Linked DNA regions of Mus musculus: regions 1 and 2 are each linked to region 3. Evidence: chromatin contacts called from public HiChIP or PLAC-seq data. All regions are on one chromosome and are shown on one strand. The core of a region is the stretch at or near the end of the contact, and the rest is flanking DNA. Distances in the headings are between cores, read along the strand shown.

What was found. HiChIP or PLAC-seq counts read pairs in DNA pulled down with a chosen protein or histone mark.
Region 1: an H3K4me3 HiChIP or PLAC-seq map of stem cell-derived neural progenitor cells shows a contact between it and region 3, with 8 times the contacts expected there. The contact joins the enhancer-like site here to the promoter of Kirrel3 in region 3. A contact is called at or near these places in 3 of 39 promoter capture datasets (the 3T3-L1 cell line, hippocampal neurons and second pharyngeal arch cranial neural crest) and 3 of 115 datasets of contacts at active chromatin or transcription factors (astrocytes, embryonic forebrain and stem cell-derived neural progenitor cells).
Region 2: a contact with region 3 is called in an H3K27ac HiChIP or PLAC-seq map of embryonic stem cells, with 20 times the contacts expected there. The contact joins the promoter of Fli1 here to the promoter of Kirrel3 in region 3. A contact is called at or near these places in 4 of 39 promoter capture datasets (embryonic stem cells, hippocampal neurons and liver), 8 of 484 Hi-C or Micro-C datasets (embryonic stem cells and epiblasts), 7 of 115 datasets of contacts at active chromatin or transcription factors (astrocytes, craniofacial prominence, embryonic forebrain and 3 more) and 2 of 9 other capture datasets (embryonic stem cells and pancreatic islet).

What each region holds. Positions count from the first base shown.
Region 1 is chr9:33,444,718-33,447,630 of GRCm38.p6, reverse strand. No RefSeq gene overlaps it. Among named protein-coding and RNA genes, the nearest start is that of Gm32171, 190 kb to the right of the region's middle. Within about 2 kb of position 1,515, at least 4 of the 459 cell types and tissues checked have an H3K27ac peak or open chromatin away from gene starts, as enhancers often do. A contact at or near this core is called in hippocampal neurons and stem cell-derived neural progenitor cells, where this site is marked.
Region 2 is chr9:32,539,921-32,543,070 of GRCm38.p6, reverse strand. It overlaps Fli1 (Friend leukemia integration 1), which reads left to right and starts at 1,619. Exons shown (of 9, transcript NM_008026.5): 1 at 1,619-1,880. The coding sequence starts at 1,863.
Region 3 is chr9:34,486,738-34,490,089 of GRCm38.p6, reverse strand. Kirrel3 (kirre like nephrin family adhesion molecule 3) reads right to left here and starts at 1,359. Exons shown (of 17, transcript NM_001190911.1): 1 at 932-1,359. The coding sequence starts at 986.

The DNA of each region.
Region 1 (2,913 bases), core at 266-2,765, 1.0 Mb after region 3:
ATGTTACTCAGGGTCACTTCGAAAGGCATCTTGTGCTAAATATAAATAAGAAATGTGTTTAAAGTGTGTCCTTAAATGAAATTCTTTCCTTTGACAACAAAGGGAGGGAGACAGAGAGGGAGGGAGAGAGTAAGAGGCAGAGGGAGAGAGAGGGGGAGAAAGAGAGCACTCATTATTATCAGAACTTCTAAATAATCATTTACATGTTTTGTTTTTTAATCTATTTATTTTTCGTGAAGAGTCTTATTCTAATTGCATAATGAGGGTCTGGATATTTTCTGAATACCCTGAATTATACTCCCCCCACACACACACACACTTGTTGGCAATCAGGCACCTCCATGGTCACCCCAGGGACTAGGCAACAACAAGATAAGTCATCAACTTGCTGCCCAGAGGTGAGACATTCCCATTCCCCGACCCTCCCCCCCTGCACATGCACCTCATCCCTGATAAAAGGCCACTCTCCCCACTCCCCCCCCACCCCACCCTTCCCCTGCTGCTTCCCTTCTTTGCTTCCTCCTCCCAGAGGCAGCCTCTTTTAATAAACCTGTTGCCTGGTGTGATTTTGCCAGTTAGATCCAACACCCCCCCCCCCCCCCCGCACACATCCCTGTTCTCATGTAGGCAATATCTTGAGAATAAATACAATCAACACTGGAAGTACGAAAAAGGAAAACCTAGCCTTGGGTTAATCTTTTTGTAAGTAATCCACGCACCTGAAATTAATATCCAGCCATACAATCTTAGCTACCTTGAAAAAGAGATAACTTCAAAGAAGACTGAACCTCAACTGAAGTAACAGTTCCAACAACTTGAAAGCCTCCGTATTAGTTAAAAAACAAGAAGTTCTTGCAATCCACTCATTTCTCCATTCTCTCCCTCATTCATCTGTCAGTTCGTCCTGTGGCGAGTCAGTATTCATTCATTCGGCAGAATTCATGGTGAGCATTGCTGTATCTGAGGATCTGGGCAGAGTACAGAGAAAATGAGAAAGCAACACACCAGTTATCCTGCCTTGGTGAAGCGGCATGGCTCACCTACTGAGCTTGTTAAAACGGGGCTTCTGGGCTGTGGATCAAGGTTGGAACATAGATGTGCACTCTAATAAGCGTCCTCGGAGAATGTAAAAGAAAAGAGCTCCTAGACTTGTCTTTGAGCATGTGTGGGGACAGAACCATCCTAAATATTAGCATAGAAGAGGATAAAGGAATACATGACACTGGGTAAAGGCATCCTTCACATTGAAGTCCTTATGGCCATCAAGGCTAGAGGTGGTCCTGATGTAGGGACTTGTGCTCTAGCAGGAAGGTTCTCTGGGTCCCCAGGAATGTGTGGGAAATGAACTCAAGTAAGTTACAGCTGTGAGGAGTATGCATCACAAAACCACCAGCTACACACTAATAGCATAAACTGCTATAGCAGAGATGGCAGCTACAGCTAAACAAACCAACCAGATGCTCAGATGGCGCTACCATTTGAAATGCACCTCCCACCCACTCACTGATTTTTGGCAGCTCACTGTGGAGCAACCACCAGAAAGGCATTGAAGGGAACAATGGTCCCCAGAGCTCAGCAGGGATCAGTTACCTCTGAAGCTTGTTAAATCTCTTTTCAGGCCCATCTGTTAGCATTTCTTCTAGGCTCTGACCAACAGTTCTATCTCCTACCCCTCTCTCTCCATGTGTTCCTGGCTGGCCCCTCCCCTCCTCCTCCTCCTCCTCCTCCTCCTCCTCCTCCTCCTCCTCCTCCTCTCCCTCCCCTCTCCTTCTCCCTCCCCCCCTCCCCCTCCCCCCCTCCTCCTCTCCCTCTCCCTCCCCCCCTCCCCCTCCCCCTCCCCCTCTCCTGCTCCCCTCTCCCTCTCCCCTCTCTCTCTCCCCTCTCTCTCTCCCCTCTCTCTCTCCTGTCTCTAAATCCTTCTCAATTCCCCTCTCCTTCCCATCCAGTCTCCAAATAAACTCTATTCCTTACTATACAAGGAAAGCGATGGCTCAGCATGGACCCATCGAGGCGCCCGCCCCGCCCCGCCCCCACGCACACCACACACACACACACACACACACACACACACACACACACCTCACTATACCTGCCACTGCAAAACTTATCCTGGCCCTCTTTCCCCTCCTTGCAAGCATTTCAACAAATGGGCCTATGAAGGGATCTGGAAGCTGTGTTCCTAACCAGTCCCCAGGTGGTTCTTACTGCTTGTCTGAGTCCCAAAGATGGAGAATCTTTGAACTACTGTGCCTAGGGAGTGATTTACTTAAACAGAGATGACCTCAAAGGATTTCTGTCCCATGCTGTCTGTAGAAAAGATCCCAACCTCCAACACAGAAGACATCTAATCTGGGACCACCACTTGCAAATAAAATAAAAATTGCTTTCTGTCTGCAAAAATGGAATTGCTGCTTTCAGTGAGGACGGGCAATGGTGAAATTATAAAACCAACAGTTCTTCCATTTATTTTCCCCTTTTCAGCAGGAAAACCTACAGACTGGGAGCTATTTTATCAACATGTGGGGCTCTGTGAAGTAAACTGTTAAGTTTGTCTGCTTTCTACGTGCTTCTCCCAATTTTCAGTTACAAAGCAAAACGATCATAAAAACCTAATATTGACTCACTTTATATTGCAACTAAATATTTGTATTCCCCCACTTATAAAACTAACATATGCACATTCTAATTTGGGATATGTAAAAAGCTACCAATGAGCTGTGGTTTTAAGTATTTGATTATTTCAAGGGTATTCCCTAAATATAGCATTATATTTTAAGAATTTTCTCTTTGGTCATTAAAATCTTTCTGATAGATAAAAGGAATTTATGCAAAAGATGAATAATGGGAAGATGTAACTGGTTTAAAAAATAGCTGTATGTGAGAATTAGGAGACCAGGTAAAGTTGTAGGGGGA
Region 2 (3,150 bases), core at 370-2,869, 1.9 Mb after region 3:
AGGGGGAGTGGGCCCGGCCCCCACCCCACCCCCCACAGTAAACCGAGTCTCAATTGCTGGCAGGCTGCACCGCCACTCCAGGTCTGGTCACGTTCAGACCCGTGTCTGTATTCGAACCCCAAATTGGAGCTGAATTGATGAGACTAATTTGGAGAGGGGGAAGGGGGGAGGGAGGGAGGCGAGCGAGCGAGCGCAATTGCTCCTGAAGAAATAAAGAATTAATAAGTCACCTTCTTGCCGCCGTGGACACCCTCTTGATTTTTTTTTCCTTTCCAATTTATTCGGATCTGCTCTGGAATTTTTCCCCTCTTTTCCCGGGAGGACTCTTAAATAATAGTGAGAAAGTCCACAGCGTGGTCTGAAGAGCGTGGAAAAAGGTAACCTGTTTTCAAAGTCTGGGAGATGGGAGTCAGGCCGCCAGCGCCGATACCCCAGAGAAGCCTTAACAAGAGAGCTCCTGGGTCCAGCAGGGGAGGCGCGGGGGATAGCAGAAAGAACCGAGCCGGTAAAGCGGGCCACGCCGCTGGTTGGGAATGACAGTCCCTAGCTTGGACCCTTAGACTGCCCGTTCTCATCCAAGGTGGGGTCTCTGCTGAGCCGCGGCTCGCCGCGCTCCTGGGTCCTGCTGCGTAGTGTGGAGGGCAAGCTCGCCCTGGTGTCAGTTCCTTGGGGGCTGCGATGGTATTGAAGAACTTGGGCCGTCGGGTCCTGATAGGTGAGAGAATTTAACTCAAAAAGCCTAGGTTGTGGCTGGTCTACCTCCTTAGCGGGCTGTGGAGCCCGGAGTCGAGGCGCGCCAAAGCATGGGCATCTCTCTGCTAACAAAGCTTGAGGTATTGAGCCCTTGACAGGTCAGGTCCGCGGGACCCAGAATTCGCTTTGAGCCTATCCGGAGACCAGCGCTTAGATGCAAAAACTCTCTTCGGCTCCTCTCTTTCTTTCTTTCTTTCTTTCTTTCTTTCTTTCTTTCTTTCTTTCTTTCTTTCTTTCTTCCTTCCTTCCTTCCTTCCTTCCTTCCTTCCTTCCTTCCTTCCTTCCTTTTTAAAAATAGTAGGTTTGCCTTGATCTGCATCCGAATCTCCCCTGGCGGTCAGCATCGCCAGGTTATCCCCTGTTCTAACAAACTCTTCCGCCGTCTTCCTCCCATCCCCAAAAAAGTTTGACTCCGGCTGGAAAAAGCATTAATGAATGTATCTGTGGGAAGAAACGGAAAGTGAATGAGTCAGGAGGGCCACCTTCGGCCAAAGGCCCAAGGGAAAGGAAAGAGGCCAGAGGCGTTTGGCTTTGGATTTGGGGGGAAGGTGATGGGGGAGTTGCAGACTTCAGGAATCAGGGAGCGGATACTGGGCGTGGACCCCGTCATTGTTCCTGGCCAGCTCTTATCTCCCAGGAGCAAGTATCCTGTGTGCGCAGTGCATGAATGTAACTGGGCATCCCGCGTATATTTATATAGCGAGTGATGCGAAAAGCAGGGCGAGGAGAGGACGAGGGGGTGTGGGGGAGGGAAGACAAGAGAGAGCAGAGAGTGGAGAGGGCGAGATGAGAGAGAGAGAGAGAGAGAGAGAGAGAGAGAGAGAGAGAGAGAGAGAGAGAGAGATAGGACTTCCTCCCCGATCGCAAAGTGAAGTCACTTCCCAAAATTAGCTGAAAAAAAGTTTCATCCGGTTAACTGTCTCTTTTTCGATCCGCTACAACAACAAACGTGCACAGGGGAGCGAGGGCAGGGCGCTCGCAGGGGGCACTCAGAGAGGGCCCAGGGCGCCAAAGAGGCCGCGCCGGGCTAATCTGAAGGGGCTACGAGGTCAGGCTGTAACCGGGTCAATGTGTGGAATATTGGGGGGCTCGGCTGCAGACTTGGCCAAATGGACGGGACTATTAAGGTAAGCGGCTGGGCAGTGGGCGCGGGGAGAGGGCCGACCGGGGCGGCGGGAGGGCTGGGCGCCGGGGTCCCGGAAGACGTGGCCGCTCTCCCTTCCTTCCGCGCCCCGGCTTCGCGCGGTCTCCTCCGGGTGGCGAGTCCCCCATTCCGAGGAGGCCGGCCAGCCTTCCCGCCCAGGGCGATCTACCCCTCACTCCTTGCGCCACTGTGGAATCCCGCAGGCTCCCACTGTGCCGCCCGAAGGGGCTGCGAGACCCGGCAGCTGAAACCTGGGGACCCGGGGCGCGGAGCAGAGTCTCGGGCGGGAGATCGCCGGGTCGGTTCCCACCCGGCACCCAGACGACCTGGCCCCGGCGCCAGGCACTAGTCTGGCGGCCAGCTTCCTCACGCCAGAGGCCGAGATCTGCGCGGGCAGGAGCAGCGTTCGCCTCTGGCTGGGGTCCCCCGACCCTCCGAGCGAGTTGGAGGAGTAGTTGCGGGAGGGCAAGGGGTGCAAGGGAGGGTGTCTGAGGATCCGGCTGAGCCGGCGGGTCCAGATGGAAGACCCTGTTTACTTGTCAGCCAGACCGGTTTCTCTTCCCCCCTTCTCACTGCTGCTGCCCGGCAGTTGCGGACGCCGGCTGCCTGGAGCTAACGGGCCCGCCTCGCAGTTCCTCGGGTTAGGAATCTCCTTGCTCTCCGGCTCCTCAGTGCCTCAGATCCCGCACACTGTGCGTGCGCCTGCTTTAGAGCAAGGGATCCAGGAGCTGTCCTCTCAGTAAGAATTAAACTCCTTCAACAGCTGTCCCCCTGCGGTGGCTGGTTCAGAGTCTATGGCCTGGGGCTTGCCGATTGCACCCCCACCCCCACCCGCCACCCGCGCCGGCCCAGCTTGGGTCTAGGTTGCAAAGTGCAGACCAGCAGACCTGTGAGTCTGGGTTCCCTGTCACGCTTCAGAAAGGCCGAGTGCTCCCTCCGAAAGGGGGAAGTAGGGCCAGGAGCAGAGACGAGGGACACCCCCTAACGTGACTAGCCTAAGAGGACTTAGGAGAATGAATGAGAGCAGACGTTAGCTTCAAGGCTGCATATCAAGCAGGAATTGCTCTGGAAAAACTATCAGGCTGGTGAGGTGGGGACTGGCAGAGCCGCCATTCTCCAGAACCCAGAGGAATCCACTTCCCTCTCATGGCTTGATGAAGAGGAGGTGAAGGTGTTGTTGGCTTTAGAGAATTTAACAGATTTTTATCTTCTGGGTGGGGTCAGAGTGTTTTTATTTTCTAAGAGTCTCTTCT
Region 3 (3,352 bases), core at 110-2,609:
AGAGCTGTGCTGGCAGGCACACATGCTGCCTCAGATGGCAGAGGTGGCACTGCCATTCCAAAAGAGTGGGACGGAATGGGTTGACTTGGCTCTTTCAGTCTTAATTCCACAGGTGACTGTTGATGCCTTTAGCTAAGTAGGCGCGTGCTTAGTCCTCCCTCCACCATGACCCACCCCATGACTCTCAGTGGCAAGGATCCCAGAGGTAGCAAAGTTCTTTCTGGAGAGTCCACCTGCTAGGATTGCAGAAAGGAAGCAATCGGCACCAGGGGCGAAATTCCATTTCATACACCTAATCCAGTGCTTGGTAGGATTCAGAATTCAGCCTTGCTCAGGGAAATGGGTGACATTCAATGTAACTCTTTACAAGCGTTCTTTTCCCCAGCCACTGTAAATACCCGCCTCAGAACCTTCCCTAATCGCATCCCTTTCTGCAACTGTGCAGACCTCGCACATTTGCTTTAAACACACCCGGGCAAGTTAGACCTTACTGAAACTGAAATCTCCACCTACGCCAGGCTCCCCTTTTCCAACCTGGCTAGAAAGGCGAGCAGGCACCCAGAAGTTCCGAATGGCCTAGCCACACGGATGTTACCTAATTAATATACCGGGTGCATAAAGAACTTACATGCATCGGAGAGTTGGAGTTGGACGTGGACAAGAAAGACGAGAAAGTGCAGCCTCCCCTGTTCTCCCAGCCCCTTCCTTCCGAAGGGAAACCCACAGTTCCATTTTGTAGCATTTGCAAATGCAAAGAAGCAATGCTACTTAACTGCCAATGGGCCGGCACCAAGACCCTCAGCTAGTACGAGTTCCCGAGCCTGTCCACCTCCCAGCTCTCAGCCCTCAGCCCTCAGCCACCCGCGCCCTCCGCTGCCGCCGCCGCCGCCGCCGCCGACTTTGCTCCAACTCCGGCGCGCCGGGTTCCTACCTTGACTGAAGAGGAAGAAGCAGAGGAAGAGCAAATCCAGCTGGAAAGGTCTCATTCCTCAGCGCGCGGGCAGCCGGCGGGCAACTTGGGTGTGCAGTTAGTTTCTCTTCAAGCGCGGCGGCTGGGCTCGCGGTGCTCAGCCTCCGCCGCCGGTCCTCCAGGGTTCGCGCCGACCATCTATCTGTCAGTCGGTCTGTCCCTCCTCTGGTCCGCTTAGGTCTCGTTGTGTCTCCGGGTATCTGCAGGCAGCCGAAACCAAATGCTTGTTTTCAGTCGCCTCGGGAAGCCGGGATCCTTAGCAATGTGCCCACTCGGAGCAGATCCATTCTCTGGTTCTTGGCATCCCAGGCACACGGCTTCCTCTGGCGGGCTCCTCCCACAGCGAGCGAACGAGCTAGCGAGCGGGCGAGCGAGCAAGCGAGTGACGAGTGACAGAAGGGCTCCTTTCACAGAAGCTGGGGCGGGGGGAAGAGGGAGGGGAAACAGGTCATAATTAAAGAGGAAACACTTGGAAAGGGGAACGCTTTGCAAAACGGGAGGGTTGCAGAAAGGCTGTGCTTTTCTTCTTTTCCCTAAACAGGGGGATACTCTGCTTTTGTTACCATTATTGACCAGAACGTATAGTGAGCACCGAGCGGAGCTGTGACTTTCTGTTCACACGATGTAATGTTGTTAAACGGGAGTGAAGTTACCGATGATTAGACTCGTGCACATGCATCAAAATGTGCCTGCCTTGCTGTTGCACTAGGGACTGGCAACTGGGCTAAAAGGTAGTCAGGGGTGCATCTTTCCCCAGCAGGGACTTAGCCAGTGTGTGTAGCCAAGGCTAGGGAGTTGAGATAAGCACAAGCAGGGCAGGCTTTGCATTTGGGGGACTTTCTTGGTGTGTGTGTGTGTGTGTGTGTGTGTGTGTGTGTGTGTGTGTTGTGTGCGTGTGTGATGTGGTGACTGGGGTGATGGTGGTGGTTTGTGTGTATGTGTGTGTGTGGGGGGGGGTAGAGGAGTGGAGGAGGGGGTTGGAATTGATAAGCCCTGGGTGTTTGGATCTTAGTTTGCTTGCACTGCTCCTAGAAAACAAAATGCAGGAGTTAAGAGCGAACGCAGGCAGGTTTGTGACACATACCTATTTATTACTATTATCCCAGTCTGTGTCTCCCCTAACAAGGACAGGCAGCAGTCTGTCTTTGCATTTGAGCCTCTCTCCTCTAATGAGCACTCCATCACTATAAGGATGCCTCTTCTCCAAAAGGTGCTGTGAGTTTGATTGCCAAGGAGAGGCCAAGGTCATAGGCAACAATTTCTTAAAAACCTGCAAGTCTTTTACCTGTCATGAAATCCACACTCAAATCAAACTCCATGTCCTCCATGATAGCAACATGAATTTTTCTAGGTCTATTTACTTGATACACATTTAGGCATGCCATGGGGGAAAGTAAAATTGACCATGCCTCCAGGAGCTTGTGATCCAAAGTGGAAGTTGAGTGCATACAAGACACAAACTCTAAGTATCTTACAAAGCAACACATAAAAATATGCAGTGTTATAGAGAGTGGGTGAAGAGGGACTAAAGGGAGAGATGGGGAAAATGAAAGATGCTTTCTCAATGTGCGTCATTCAACATTCAATTACAAAATCAATCATTACTTTCTGCAGTCTTTGGACCTTAGGGAGTCCTTTTAGGGATCTCTTACCCTTCCATCAGTATTACAGATATGGGGCTTTGCTGACTGCAAGGCACATTCCAACTCTGAGTTTCCACATGGATGTTAAAAAATGTTTCTTAGAATTTATGAACAACAAAGAAGCAGGGACGTATGCATAAGTGTGTACTGGTAGGAGCTGACACCTGGCAGTGACATTCAAGATCTATAAATTAGTAGGTGTATGCTTTCTTGACTTTTCCATTCTTATCATAACAGTTTGTTTAACTACATCTCTTAGAGGCTGTTAAACATATCAAAGGGAAATCTATAAGCATGTGTGTGTGTGTGTGTGTGTGTGTGTGTGTGTGTGTGTGTGTGAAGATGTTGAATAGCAGAGGCAGCCCCATCAGCCAAATTTGCAAGGCACAGAAGCAACATTAGCATAGCCTTGCTCCATTAGCTTGGCATAGAAGAGATAATGCAATAAAGCACAAGAGGTAAATCAGAAACACGCAAAAGATGGGTATTAATCCCAAGTAGCATATGCGATATATGAAGGGTGAGGATCTGGCATATATAGTGTTGAACATCAGCAGCAGTTTTTCACTAAATATTCAGGACTAAGGGAGATGAAAGGTCTGAGTCCCACTTCAAAGGCCAAACCGAACCTGCTAAGATGTAGAAGGAATGTACCTGCCCAGGCAGCATTTGATATTTTAACTAAAGATTTATCCTCTCAGCTGTTGGTTAATTTTCATTGCAAGCTTCTAAATGGCCC